Regions from separate parts of the Sus scrofa genome. Here region 1 is linked to region 2. Evidence: chromatin contacts called from public Hi-C data. All regions are on one chromosome and are shown on one strand. Each heading gives the region's core, a stretch centred on a gene start, on an enhancer-like site or on the middle of the called end of the contact. The rest is flanking DNA. Distances are from core to core; before and after follow the strand shown. Region 1 overlaps FILIP1 (filamin-A-interacting protein 1). Region 2 has its middle 32 kb from the start of FILIP1.

The links. A called contact is a pair of places that touch in the nucleus more often than the background predicts.
Region 1: a contact with region 2 is called in a Hi-C map of adipose tissue, with 4 times the contacts expected there. The contact joins two enhancer-like sites. A contact is called at or near these places in 1 of 5 promoter capture datasets (liver), 26 of 47 Hi-C or Micro-C datasets (adipose tissue, alveolar macrophages, blood and 14 more) and 1 of 2 datasets of contacts at active chromatin or transcription factors (skeletal muscle).

Annotation. Positions count from the first base shown.
Region 1 is chr1:90,558,255-90,564,666 of Sscrofa11.1, reverse strand. It overlaps FILIP1 (filamin-A-interacting protein 1), which reads right to left. Exons shown (of 7, transcript XM_021092328.1): 3 at 1,273-1,446. Among named protein-coding and RNA genes, the nearest start is that of TMEM30A, 78 kb to the left of the region's middle. Within about 2 kb of position 4,201, at least 13 of the 83 cell types and tissues checked have an H3K27ac peak or open chromatin away from gene starts, as enhancers often do. A contact at or near this core is called in adipose tissue, where this site is marked.
Region 2 is chr1:90,392,485-90,398,599 of Sscrofa11.1, reverse strand. No RefSeq gene overlaps it. Among named protein-coding and RNA genes, the nearest start is that of FILIP1, 32 kb to the left of the region's middle. Within about 2 kb of position 1,734, at least 4 of the 83 cell types and tissues checked have an H3K27ac peak or open chromatin away from gene starts, as enhancers often do. A contact at or near this core is called in adipose tissue, where this site is marked.

The sequences.
Region 1 (6,412 bases), core at 2,952-5,451, 160 kb before region 2:
CAATCAGTTATGGATACTGTCTAAATCAGATCTTTACAAGATCTGTCGAACTGAGCTGAAGCAAGGTTTGTCATAAGTTAAAAGTTAAATTATAATAAATGCTTCTGGAGTTCCCTGGTGGCTCAGCAGGTTAAGGACCTGGTGTTTTGCTGCACAGGTTTGATCCCTGGGCCAGGAGCTTCAGCATGCTGCAGCCTCAACCAAAAAATAAATCAGTAAAACAAAATGAATTGCTTCAGATTCCTAACTTTTGTGTTCTTTTTTCATTTATGAAACTAATTTCACATCTGTGAATTTTTTACAGGAATTCTGAAGAGTCATTATGGCTGGATCCATCAGTTGGTTCCCTGATATGGCATCAAGATTCTGCTATGATGTGAGAATATTTTTAACATGTGTTATCGTGAATAATTAACAACAATCAGTAGTTCCTAATACAATCTTGTATAAAAATGATTAAATATTGTCTTGTTAGATTCCATCTTAAACAATTTGCCCTAAGCCTTCCATTGGTATTTTGCCTCAACTTTTATGTTTTAGCCCCTCATTTGAGACAATTTTATTTAATTATTAATTAATTAGTTTATTTATTTATTTATTCTTTTTAGGGCCACGCCGATAGCATATGGAAGTTCCCAAGGTAGGGGTTGAATCAGAGCTGCAGCTGCCAGCCTGCACCATAGCCACATCAACAGGGGATCCAGCCGCATCTTCGACCTACACCACAGCTCACAGCAATGCTGGATCCCTGACCCACTGATAGAGGCCAAGGATTGAACCTGAATCCTCATGGATCCTAGTCGGATTTGTTTCTGTTGTACCACACCGGAAACTCCCTGAGACTTTTAATTGTGACTGAGTCTACGCAATATCAAAACTTAGTGGCTTTATAACTGTAAGTATTAGTAATAAAAATCAATTTAACTCTAGATTACCAATTTGCTAATAATCTGAAAACTCAACACTTAAACCCATAGGTACCTCACATTTTTACATATATCATCTCTGAGAGAAGTAAAAGAACAGACTGAAGAGCATGTAACTCTCCCCATCACATGAGAAATATATTTTGGGCTTTAAGTAGGTTTAAAGAAATGCTTCTGCAATTCTTATCAATGAAATGTATCTACAATGATGCATCACGTCATTAGACTTTAATTCTCCATCAGGGCATCATAAACGGTTGCCTTTGAAGGGAAAGGTTAAAGCGTGTAAAGTGGGAAGATGTGGAAACACCCCGAGGCTCCCTTCTGGACTGGTTGGTGTGTTTACCTCTGAGATGGGTTTCTCGTACACGTCCTCCCCTACAGACTTCTCCTGGGCTAGTATGGCGTCTCGGTGCAGGACTCGCAGCACTTTCTCCGGCTCCGCAGACCCATAATGAGCCTCCAGAACCTCAGGCTTGGTCTTCTCCGTCTTCAGCATGTGGATCACATCTTCTCTGGCCTGTGGTGGAAAGCGTGGCAAGGTCAGGAGGTTAACAACAGAAATCCTCTGCTCCCGGAATCGGCTCAGCATTTGTGGAATACACCCCCATCTCAGCAGGGCTATTGGCAAATTCGCTGGGTGTTTTCTGTTCTTTTTTACCAAAAGCAGATTGGCAAGCAGATACTCTGCTTCAGGTTGCTAGGAAGCAGGCAAGCAGAAAAAGGGGTTGTGCTAATATTAACTGCATAAAAACCGCTCTATGGAGTAACAGTGATTCTGAGGGGGGTTGGGGGGACTGCTCCTGGGATATTTGATCCAGTTTCAGTGCACCTGAGGTCAATGATAATCTTAAAGTTTTCTAGGTATGCCCTCAATGTCATGTCGTGTTCAAACCTGGCTAAAAATAAAACCCCACTCTTCCCGCTTCCAGTTATAACCCCACATGTAATTAGCAGAAACAACTTTTATTAGTGATATTCTAGTTCCCATCAAGTGATTCGTTTTGCACAGAAACAGGTGGTTGGGAACTCACATGGTCCTAGGCTGGACTTCTCAATCTAATGTGTTCCCACTGAAGGTGAAATTGAATTCCTGTAATATCTAGACTGCTGATCAGATGAGTCGGGTTGGCTGGGTCAGGGGTGTTCTTTTGGTTTCTTGGCAAGACATTAGCGCCTTGTTGAAGCTCTTGAGAAAACCACGTGTTTATAGGCTTTCAATCATATTGACGACGGGACCCCATCACATAACGCAAATACATCTGGAAACTTTTTCTACAGACGAGGAGTGATGAACTTTATAGTTGAGATGGGATGAACATTTACTAGTTGCTCTGTCATCGGGACTTTTTTTGGGTAATTGAGGTGGGTAAGAAGTACCCTGACTTCATGTAGCCTTGAAACAAACTGGCAACAGTTTCAGTCTGTGACAATGGAATAGAGTTTTCCACCATGTGGTGCTAACTCTAGGTTTTAAATCATAAACCTGGCTCATGATCATGGTATTCTAAACGAGGGGCTATACAGGGAACCTTACCCAGTATTCTGGGATAATCTGTGTGGGAAAAGATTTGAAACAGAGTGAATGTGTGTACATGTACACCTGAATCACTTTGTTGTACAGCAGAAGCTATGACATTGTAAATCGACTACACTTCAATAAAACTTTAAAAAATGAAAAAAGAAAAGGAAATGATAGAGAAAAAAGTAAAATGAACAAGGGGGCTAACTTGTTAGCCCTGAGACAGGACCACTATGTCTTTCTTGAGATTTCTCACTTTTATTGCTTTTTCGTGGTCTCCAAATTCATCTAATCCCAAATTGCTAAAGATGAATGTTTTGTAGAAATGTCAATGGACTGGAATTTGCAGGTTTTCTCCCTCTTGTCTCTGCCACATATACATGTGCTTGTTTCAAGACAAAATTGGGAAATACCAATTTTGAAGAAACCAGTGGTTTGGAATTAACAAGAGAGTTAAAGCCAGGCAATAATTTAATGGAAAGGCATGTGTTTTCATGCAGGGTGAAAGGACAAAGCACAGAGACACTGTCTCTATGCAGCTTAGAAAGAGGGGCCTGCTTCTCCCAGGAGACACAGCCCTGAGTCAGAGCGCAGCTTGCTGTCCAGTGCTCTGGGCTGTAGTTCAGGCCCTGTTTATCCCCTTTGCCTACACCCTTGTGCAAGGCACACTTCACATCTGGAGTCCAAGGTGTGTCCATTTTTATTGGCCTTAACATTGCTAATGTAAACAAAGAGCTTTACAACCATAAATAGGTAGCTATTTTAGTATAAAAGTTTAAGCCATCTGGTTTAAAAATATGTAAATGTTATTGGTAGCTTTCTTTTTAACCAAATATTTCTCATTCTCTTAGAGGGGAAGCAGCTTCTTTTGTTCCATTTGATGTAAAACACCTATTTTTCCCCCCTAAAAAAATGTGCTTATGCTTGAACTGTATTAATTGTGATATGCTGCAGGTACCACACGTTTCATGCTGAGTTTAATTACCTTAGACACTAACTACCAAAGAAAAAGAGGCTATGGTTCTGTCACACTGAGCATTATATATTTAGAACCACATTATTCATCAGGAACTATCTAAAAGTTTTTTAATTGCTATAATAAAAATCATAGAAAGAATACAGATGTTGCCCTTAAATTACTGCTATTTAAAATGGCTTAATATACTAAATCAATCATTCATATTGCGGTATCTGTTTAATGAAGGGAATAATGAAGATGTGATCGCAATAAATTTTTTTCATTAAATATATGATTCAATCTATGTAAATAAGATCCTATATTCTGAGGAGAAAACCAGTTAACATCTCTGTTTTGAGAGTCTTGTTAATTTTTGTGTAAAAGAATGAAATTCAAAATGTAAGGACGTTCCTGTCCTATTTTCACATGGAAATTGTATCATAGGCAAGTACTTAAAGTCTTAGTGTGCTGAGGAGCTGCTAACTAGACCACTATGTTTAAGTAGATGTTAAGGAGCCTAAGGGAAGAATACCTTAAAGAAGGCTCTAGAAAGGGAGAAAAGGAGGTCAGAGGAAAAAGAGACAATAAAAATATTTAATTTTGTCTGGATGATGGAGGAGAATAAACAGGAGATTGGGTATAGAGACACAGAGGGGTATCATCCTTCTCTCCCATCCCACATGGTCCCTCTTTGTGCCAAGGGAGGCGGGCAGCGGTCAGGAGGAAAGATGTCCCTGCAGAACTGAAACGCACTCCATGGAGCAAGGGCTTGTCTCAACTGGCTGCCTAAGGAGCTGATTCAAAACGTGTGGGGGCAGCAGAGAGCCATTCTGCAAAGCTCTGGGCCAACAGGCAAGTGTGTGACCAAACTCTCAAAGTCAACGATGGGTATCTGGAGTTTGCTGTGACAGTAGGGATGGGAGGACAGAATGAGACACAGGACAAGTGGCATATATCAGAAGAGGGCTGAATTCAGTCATCTATTCAATCAATATTTGTGTGCCTTGACTTTGGGCAATGCACTGTGTTTGGTACTGGAGATAGAATTGCATCCAGAGGCATTGAGATCTAGAGGGACAAGGACAAACAATTGAAAGTCATTTACATTATACCATGAAAAGCCTTATGCTGGAGGAGATACAGCGGGCTAAGAACTTCATCCAGAAGAATACTTGATTTGACTGCTGGAGGAGGCTTCCTGGAGAAAGTTACCCAAGATCTCGCAATAAGTACTTGAGCCAGAGAAAAAGGGGAGGATGTAGGGTCATCGTGTTCTGGGCCAGGGGAAAGCTGTAGGCAAAGGCCAAACCAAATAGATTCAGAGGCAGGGGCTGGGGCAACATGAGGCTGGTGTGATAAACAACGGGTGACTCATGAATAGCCTTAAACCAGGCAGTGAGTTTACATTTTAACACATTTAACACATTTAACAGCAAGAAGCCTTGAACTTTTTTTTTTTGTTTTTTGTCTTTTTAGGGCCACACCTGCGGCACATGGAGGTTCCCAGGCTGGAAGTGTAATCAGAGCTATAGCTTCTGGCCTATGCCAGAGCCACTGCAACGCCGGATCCAAGCCACATCTGCGACCTACAGCACAGCTCATGGCAATGCCAGATCCTTAACCCCTGAGCAAGCAATCCTAAGGATCGAACCCGCAACCTCATGGTTCCTAGTCGGATTCGTTTCTGCTGTGCCACAACAGGAACTCCAAGAAGCCTTGAAATTTTTAAGCAGCATCATTGTGACATGGTCCAACTTGTGTGGTGGGAAGATCCTTCATCTGCTATGTGAAAAATGTACAAACTCTAAATTAGCAGGTCTGATGGTGCAACATAAGAATTGTGATTTAAAAGAAACCACTGCTTTAGAACAGATAGGACAGTTCTGCACCAGAAGCACTTAAAATGCCCACTATGGTACTTTAAAGCACCCCAAGGGTCTTCCATTTCCCAGGAACTTGCTTGCTCCAGAATTTTCTCCTCTTCTGTGTCATCAGTTCCACTGATCCTTCTTCACCAAGGCATCATGGTCACTTCAGACCAGCAGCATAAACCAGGAGGGTTCCTGGAAACTGTTGTACTTATTTGCTACTCATGTGCAAAGGAGGGGGACCAGTTGTCACAGTTTGCCAGGAACCGAGAAGAACAGAGTGCCCCACAGTTGGAGTCTGGCAAAATGGGACATTCCCAGGCAAATGGGACGAGTTTGAAATCCTAGGGCAGAGTCTGAGTGGAAAGAATGGATATTTCAAAATGGCCCTGCATCTAGCAGGACAGCCATGGTGGACTTATGTTACTCAGGAACTGAATTTCCTTGCATTCCAAAACTTAGTTTTCTTTAAAGGCAAAATGCCATTATTGGTGAATATGCCTGTGACAATTTTAACTATTTTTAAAACCTGTGGGATATTTTAATCTTTGCGAAAACCCCCGAATGAGTGGGAAAGAATGCTTAGTTCTTATGCCCATGAGACATAGCTTTTCCACACTTCTAAAATGGATACTTGTGTCTAACTTTGGGAGGACAGGGGCAGCAAAAGGAGCCATGGAGCTTCAAGTTCAAGTGGTCCATCCTCTTGAAGCACCAAGATTACTTAAAGACTTGGGGTGGATGGTAAGTAGTTGAAAACTCTTTCAAAACATCAATACAATATTAATATTTACTTAGATGTTTAGGTCAAAACCCCAGACCTAGAAATATTTGCTTGAGGTGGAGATTCTTGGATGATGCCACCTTGATGCCCAGCATGGTGTCCCCTCACATAGGTTGGGAGGGAACACAGCCAGGTGGGAAGTTTGAGAAGCTTGCCCCTAACTACACACCTCTGACAAGCTATTTCCTGCCAAGAGCTGTTGACTTTAAATGAGAGGTGCATTTTGAGGAAAGACTGTATCTATTTCTATGCTGTGAAGAACCAGAATATCACAGTTTCTAAACATTATCACTTCTTTGTATTATTTGTTTAACCACTTGAATATGGTCTATCGCTGCATTGAGCTAAGGAACC
Region 2 (6,115 bases), core at 485-2,984:
AAATATACAGACGTAAATTCACAATGAATAAAATTTTGGCTGTCTCCATAAATGTATTTGCTTTGCATTTGTCCAATGACTCACACATGAGATTTTGTAGCTTAATTAAATAATAAGATGTACTCACTCTCTGTACAATATACTAAATGCATTTCATCTTAAAAATAGTTCTACCTATTTTTAAAAATTAATATTTATTCAACTTTTTTTAGCATATCCTCATTTTAAGCCATCAAGACTTAGAAATTATTTCATTTAGGATGTGGTTCTGCCTGATTGAGCTTTAAAATACAGTTACCAGAACGTATATATGTATATGTGACTGGGTCACTTTGCTGTACAAAGGCAATTGCATTCCTCTTCTGGTCTTAGCTGAACTCTGTGGCTTGATCTGAAGCTTTCATCAGAAAATTGACAGTACACTGGAAACCAGCTATACTGGAAAAAATAAAAATCATTTTAAAAAACCCAAAAACTCAGTTACCTATTAAGGGCTCCACTAATGGGATAATGGTATTGTGATTGTGTAATTCGTGTTTTTCTTTTAAGTTTTCACTTATTGTAAACGAGTGTTTACAAGTGAGATGACATGACCTCTTGGGTTTGCTTTTAAACACTTCAGATACTTTGGAAAAATAAAAATCGGAAGGTACAGATGAAACAATAAAGCAGAATGTTGGTAATTACTGAAGTTAGAAGATGAATTATATTATTCACTCTTCTTTTGTATATTTTTAATTTACACAATAAAAACATAAACCAAAAAGATGTCAGTAACTAAATAAAACCATGCAGTCTCTACCTAAAAGAGAAAGGAAAAGTAACAGTAAGCTACATCAATTTATATCAATAAGGATAATATTTTTGTTATACTTTACAATGACCATGTTAGGTATCTTCTGTGACAGTAGATCTAAAAGGTTTAGGTTTTGGTTTGTTTGTTTTGCTTTGGTTGCTTTTTAGGGCCGCACATTTCCCAGACTAGGGGTTGAATCGAAGCTACAGCTGCCAGCCTACACCACAGCCACAGCAACACAGGATCCAAGCCGTATCTGTGACCTACACCACTGCTCAGGGCAAGGCCTGATCCTTTAACCCACTGAGTAGGGCCAGGGATCAAACCCAAATCCTCATAGATACTGGTCGGTCTTGTTACCTCTGAGCTTCCTAAAAGGTTTTAACTGCCTATAAAAACCACCAATTTTTTCTTGAAAATGTTCAAATGCTATCTTATAACTATTTATAAAAAGTTAACTTTGGGAATTAAAATTTGAACTTATTAGAAAGGTAACACAGTCTCATGTTTATCATTTTCCATATTTTTGGAGGCGTTTGCAAAGTTGAAAAGGAGGTCTCTCCAGAGAAATGCCAGGTAGAGGTGAATGTTGACAGCTCAGTAACCCTGCTGTTTTCCCTTTTGCACAGAGGTTCTGGACAGTTTTCTGATAGACCTCTGGGCACTGTTTATATGTATTAAGCATCTGGTCAAAGATATATAACAACTACTTAATCATATCTCTTCTGTTTTGCATTTTTTCTTAGTTTATATGTATTTTAATAATGGGGCTTGTCATTATACTTCATCTACGTATGAGGGGGGAAGTTCTTAAAATTAAACACATTTGTTTTTCAGCAAAATCAGTTGCTTCATCATCATTCTCTAAGCTGGACTCAGACACATGTTGTTACATTGATGGGTGGTGCTTGACTGCCATCTGGTGGCCGTTTTCCTCCTTACAGCGTGAGGAGCGAAATGGTTGGGGCGGAGGCAAACTTTCACCAGCCCTGCGCTCCAAATGCTAAATTAAAGTAAGACATTCTTTGCCTGACAGATCATTCTACCCAAAAGTAGACTCCTGGATTTTATAACACATTAAACCTATATTTTAAATATATAAACAGCTCTGTTCTATTATGGTCATATACTCTCTAATAATAAAAAATTGAAAGGCAAAAAGAAATTAGTGTATTTATTTTTTAATGCTCTATCATGTATTAATATCTTAATCAATTAGCATGAGTCACCAAGGGATTTGAGATTTAGAATCAGAAAGCCAGGAGTTCCCATAGTGGCACAGTGGTTAATGAATCCGACTAGGAACCATGAGGTTGCGGGTTCGGCCCCTGCCCTTGCTCCGTGAGTTAACGCTCCGGCTTGCCGTGAGCTGTGGTGTAGGTTGCAGACGCGGCTCGGATCCCGCGTTGCTGTGGCTCTGGCGTAGACTGGTGGCTATGGCTCCGATTGGACCCCTAGCCTGGGAATCTCCATATGCTGTGGAAGCGGCCCAAGAAATAGCAAAAAAAAAAAAAAAAAAAGAATCAGAAAACCAGGTAGCACATATTTTGTGTGACCTTTGAGTAAGTGAAGAAAATTATCTTCATTTTGAGAAGAAAAACATCTTTTTCGCCATATTTTTCATCTCCCCGCTAGTCAGTAAGAAAGTTAAGTCGACAGAACAAAAAAGAAAAAGTCAATATTCAGTGCAGTTTGTTTAATAACTTACAAAATGGGTTGTCAGGGGAGCAGCCATGAAGTTTATACCTTATGGGTCATTCAGGAAAATAGTAGAAGGAGCCAAATACTTCCTCTGCCCAAGAAAGGGGCCATGGGGCACTAGGACCAAAAGGGAGGTAGGCAAGAGCCTGGGGAGGAGGGGGTGTGGAGAAGCCTAGCTCATGCTCAGAAGACCATGGAGATGAGGAAAGTCAAGATCAGAGGTGGGAAGCACCATAGCTGCTCAAAATTGTGTAGTTTCCAAAATTTCTGCTTCCTCTCTCTCTTTTTCTTTCTTTTTTTTTTTTTTTTTTTTTTTGCTTTTTAGGGCCATACCCATGGCATATGGAAGTTCCCAGGCTAGGGATCCAATCAGAGCTGGAGCTGCCAGCCTGTGCCTCAGGCACAGCAACTTGGGATTCAAGCCGCATCTGCGACCTACACCACAGCTCACAGCAGCACCGGATCCTTAACCCAGTGAGCAAGGCCAGGGATCAAACCTGCATCTTCATGGATACTAGTCAGGTTTGTTTCTGCTGTGCCACAATGGAAACTACTGCAGAATTTCTTCCACTGCCTGTTAATCTTCTCTCTCAATTACAGAGCAAAAGATCTAATAGAGAGATTGAGACACATCATCTTTTCAGATCCTTGCTTTCTATTTCTGAAACTCCAAACAAGTTTCATGCTGCCCATTTCCTTCCCTAACCCCATCACCTGACCTGAACTTTCGATTGTTCTGAAGTACACCACAATAGGCCACAAAGTGCCTATCTTCATTTTCACACCATACTCCTCCCCAAGCATCAGTCACAACTCAGTTGCCCTTGCCCACTTCTATGTCTTCCTCCTCTCAAAGTCTATCCTGTTCCATGGATCTATATTTCTGTTTTTGTGTCAGTATCTTACTGTTTTGGTAAGTGTAGCTTTGTTGTAGAGTCCGAAGTCAGGGAGCCCAATTCCTCCAGCTCCATTTTTCTCTTTCAAGATTACTTCGGCTATTTGGAGTCTTTTCTGTTTCCACACAAGTTTTAAAATTTTTGGTTCTAGTTCTTTGAAAAGTGCCCTTGGTAATTTTATAGCGATTGTGTTGAATCTGTTGATTGCCTCCCATAGTATAGTCAGTTTGACAACATTGATTCTTTAAGTCTAAGAACATAGTATATCTTTGCATCTGTTTGTGTCATCTTTGAATTCTTTCACCAGAATCTTATACTTCAGAGCACAGATCTTTTTCTTCTTTAGGTAGATTTATTTCTGGGTATTTTAGTTTTTGATGTGATGGAAAATGGGATTGTTTCCTTAATTTCTTATTCTGATCTTTTGTTGGTAATGTCTAAAATGCAACAGATTTCTGTGTATTAATTTTGTACCTTGCAACTTTACTGATTTCATGATAAGCTCTAGTAGTTTTCTGGTATGTCTTTAAGATTTTCTATGTATAATATTATGTCATCTGCAAACAGTGAAAATTTTACATCTTCTTTTCCAATTTGGAATCCTTTTATTTCTTTTTCTTTTCTGATTACTGAGGCTAGGACTTCAAAACTACATTGAATAAAAGTGGTGAGCGTGGGGAGTTCCTGCTGTGGCTCGGCAGGTTACAAACCCAACTAGTATCCATGAGGATGCAAGTTTGATCCCTGGCCTCAATCAGTGGGTTAAGGATCTGGTGTTGACATGAGCTGTAGTATAGGTTGCAGACACGGCTTGGATCCCGTGTTGCTGTGACCAGCAGCTGCAGCTCCAATTTGACCCCTAGCATAGGAACTTCTATATGCTGCAGGTGTGGCCCTAAAAAGAAAAAAAAATAAAGTGGTGAATGTGGACATTCTTGTCTTGTTTCTGATCTTAGCAGAAATATTTTAGCTGTTCACCATCGAGTATAATGTTAGCTATGGGTTTGTCATATATGGCCTGCATTATGTTGAGGTATGTTCCCTCTACAACCACTTTCTGGAGAGTTTTTATCATAAATGGATGTTGAATTTTATCAAAAGCTTTTTCTGCATCTATTGAGAGGATCACATGGTTTTTATTCTACAATTTGTTAATGTGGTGTGTCAGGCTGATTTGTGATTATTGAAAAATCCTTGCATCCCTGGGATAAACCACACTTGATCATGGTGTATGATCCTTTTAATGTATGTTGGATTCAGTTTATTAGTATTTTATTCAGAATTTGTGTCTATGTTCAGTGATACTGGCCTTTAATTTTATTTTTATGTTTGTGATATCTTTTGTTTTTGTATAAAAGTTATGGTGGCCTCATAGAATGAGCTTAGAAGTATTCCTTCTTTTGAAATTTTTTGAAATAGTTTCAGAGTTTCAATTTCTCCAAATGTTTGGTAGAATTCACCTGTGAAGCCATCTGGTCCTGGACTTATGTTTGATGAGAGTTTTTAAATCACAGACTAAATTTCAGTACTTATAATTAGTCTGTTCATATTTTCTATATCTATTTCTTCCTGGTTCATTCTTGGGAGATTGTTAACAGCAAAGGAAACCATAAACAAAATGGTTGCTCAGTGCGTTAAGGATCCAGAGTTGCCGTGAGCTGTGGTATTGGTTGTAGATGAGGCTCAGATCCCTCGTGGTGGTGGCTGTGGTGTAGGCTGACAGATGCAGTTCCGATTTGACCCCTAACCTTGGAACCTCCATATGCCACAGGTGTGGCCCAAAAAAGACAAAAAGTAAAAATTAAAAATAAGCAGAAGATCTAAATAGACCTTTCTCCAGAGAAGACATGCAGATAACCAACAGCCACATGAAAAGATGCTCAATATCACTAATTAGTAGAGAAATGCAAATCAAAACTACAATGAGGTATCACCTCACACCAGTCAGACTGGCCATTATCAAAATGTCTACAAATAACAAACACTAAAGACAGTGTGGAGAAAAAGGGACTCCTCCTGTGCTGTTGGTGGGAATGTAAACTGGTACAACCACTATGGAAAACAGTATGGAGGATCCCTAAAAAACTAAAAATAGAGCTATCATATGGCCCTGCAGTTCTACTCTTGGGTATATATCCAGAAAAAAATATAATCCAAAAAGATACGTGCACTGCAATATTCATTGTAGCACTATTTACAATAGCCAAGACATGGAAGCAACCTAAATGTCCATCAACAGATGGATAAAGAAGATGTGGTATATTTATACAATGGAATATTACTCAGCTATAAAAAAGGGATGATATAATGCCACTTGCAGCAACAAGGATGGACCTAGAAATTATCATACCATGTGAGGTAAGATAGACAAAGACAAGTATCATATGATGTCACATATACATAGACTCTAAAAAAAAAAACTGATACAAATGAACTTATGTACAAAAGAGAAAGAGACCCATAGATATAGAAAACAAACTTTTGATTACCAAAGGGGAAACAGGGGGAGAGATAAATTAGGATTTTGAGGTTAACATACATACACTATTTTATACAAAATAGATAACCAACAAGGACCTACTGTATAGCACATGGAGATATACTCAATATTCTGTAAAAACCTATAATCATATTGTAGATAATAGTGTTATTCTGAGATTATTATGCATGTAAAGCAAATGAGTTATTATGTAATTTGCTAATTCTTTCATTCCTGGTGTCA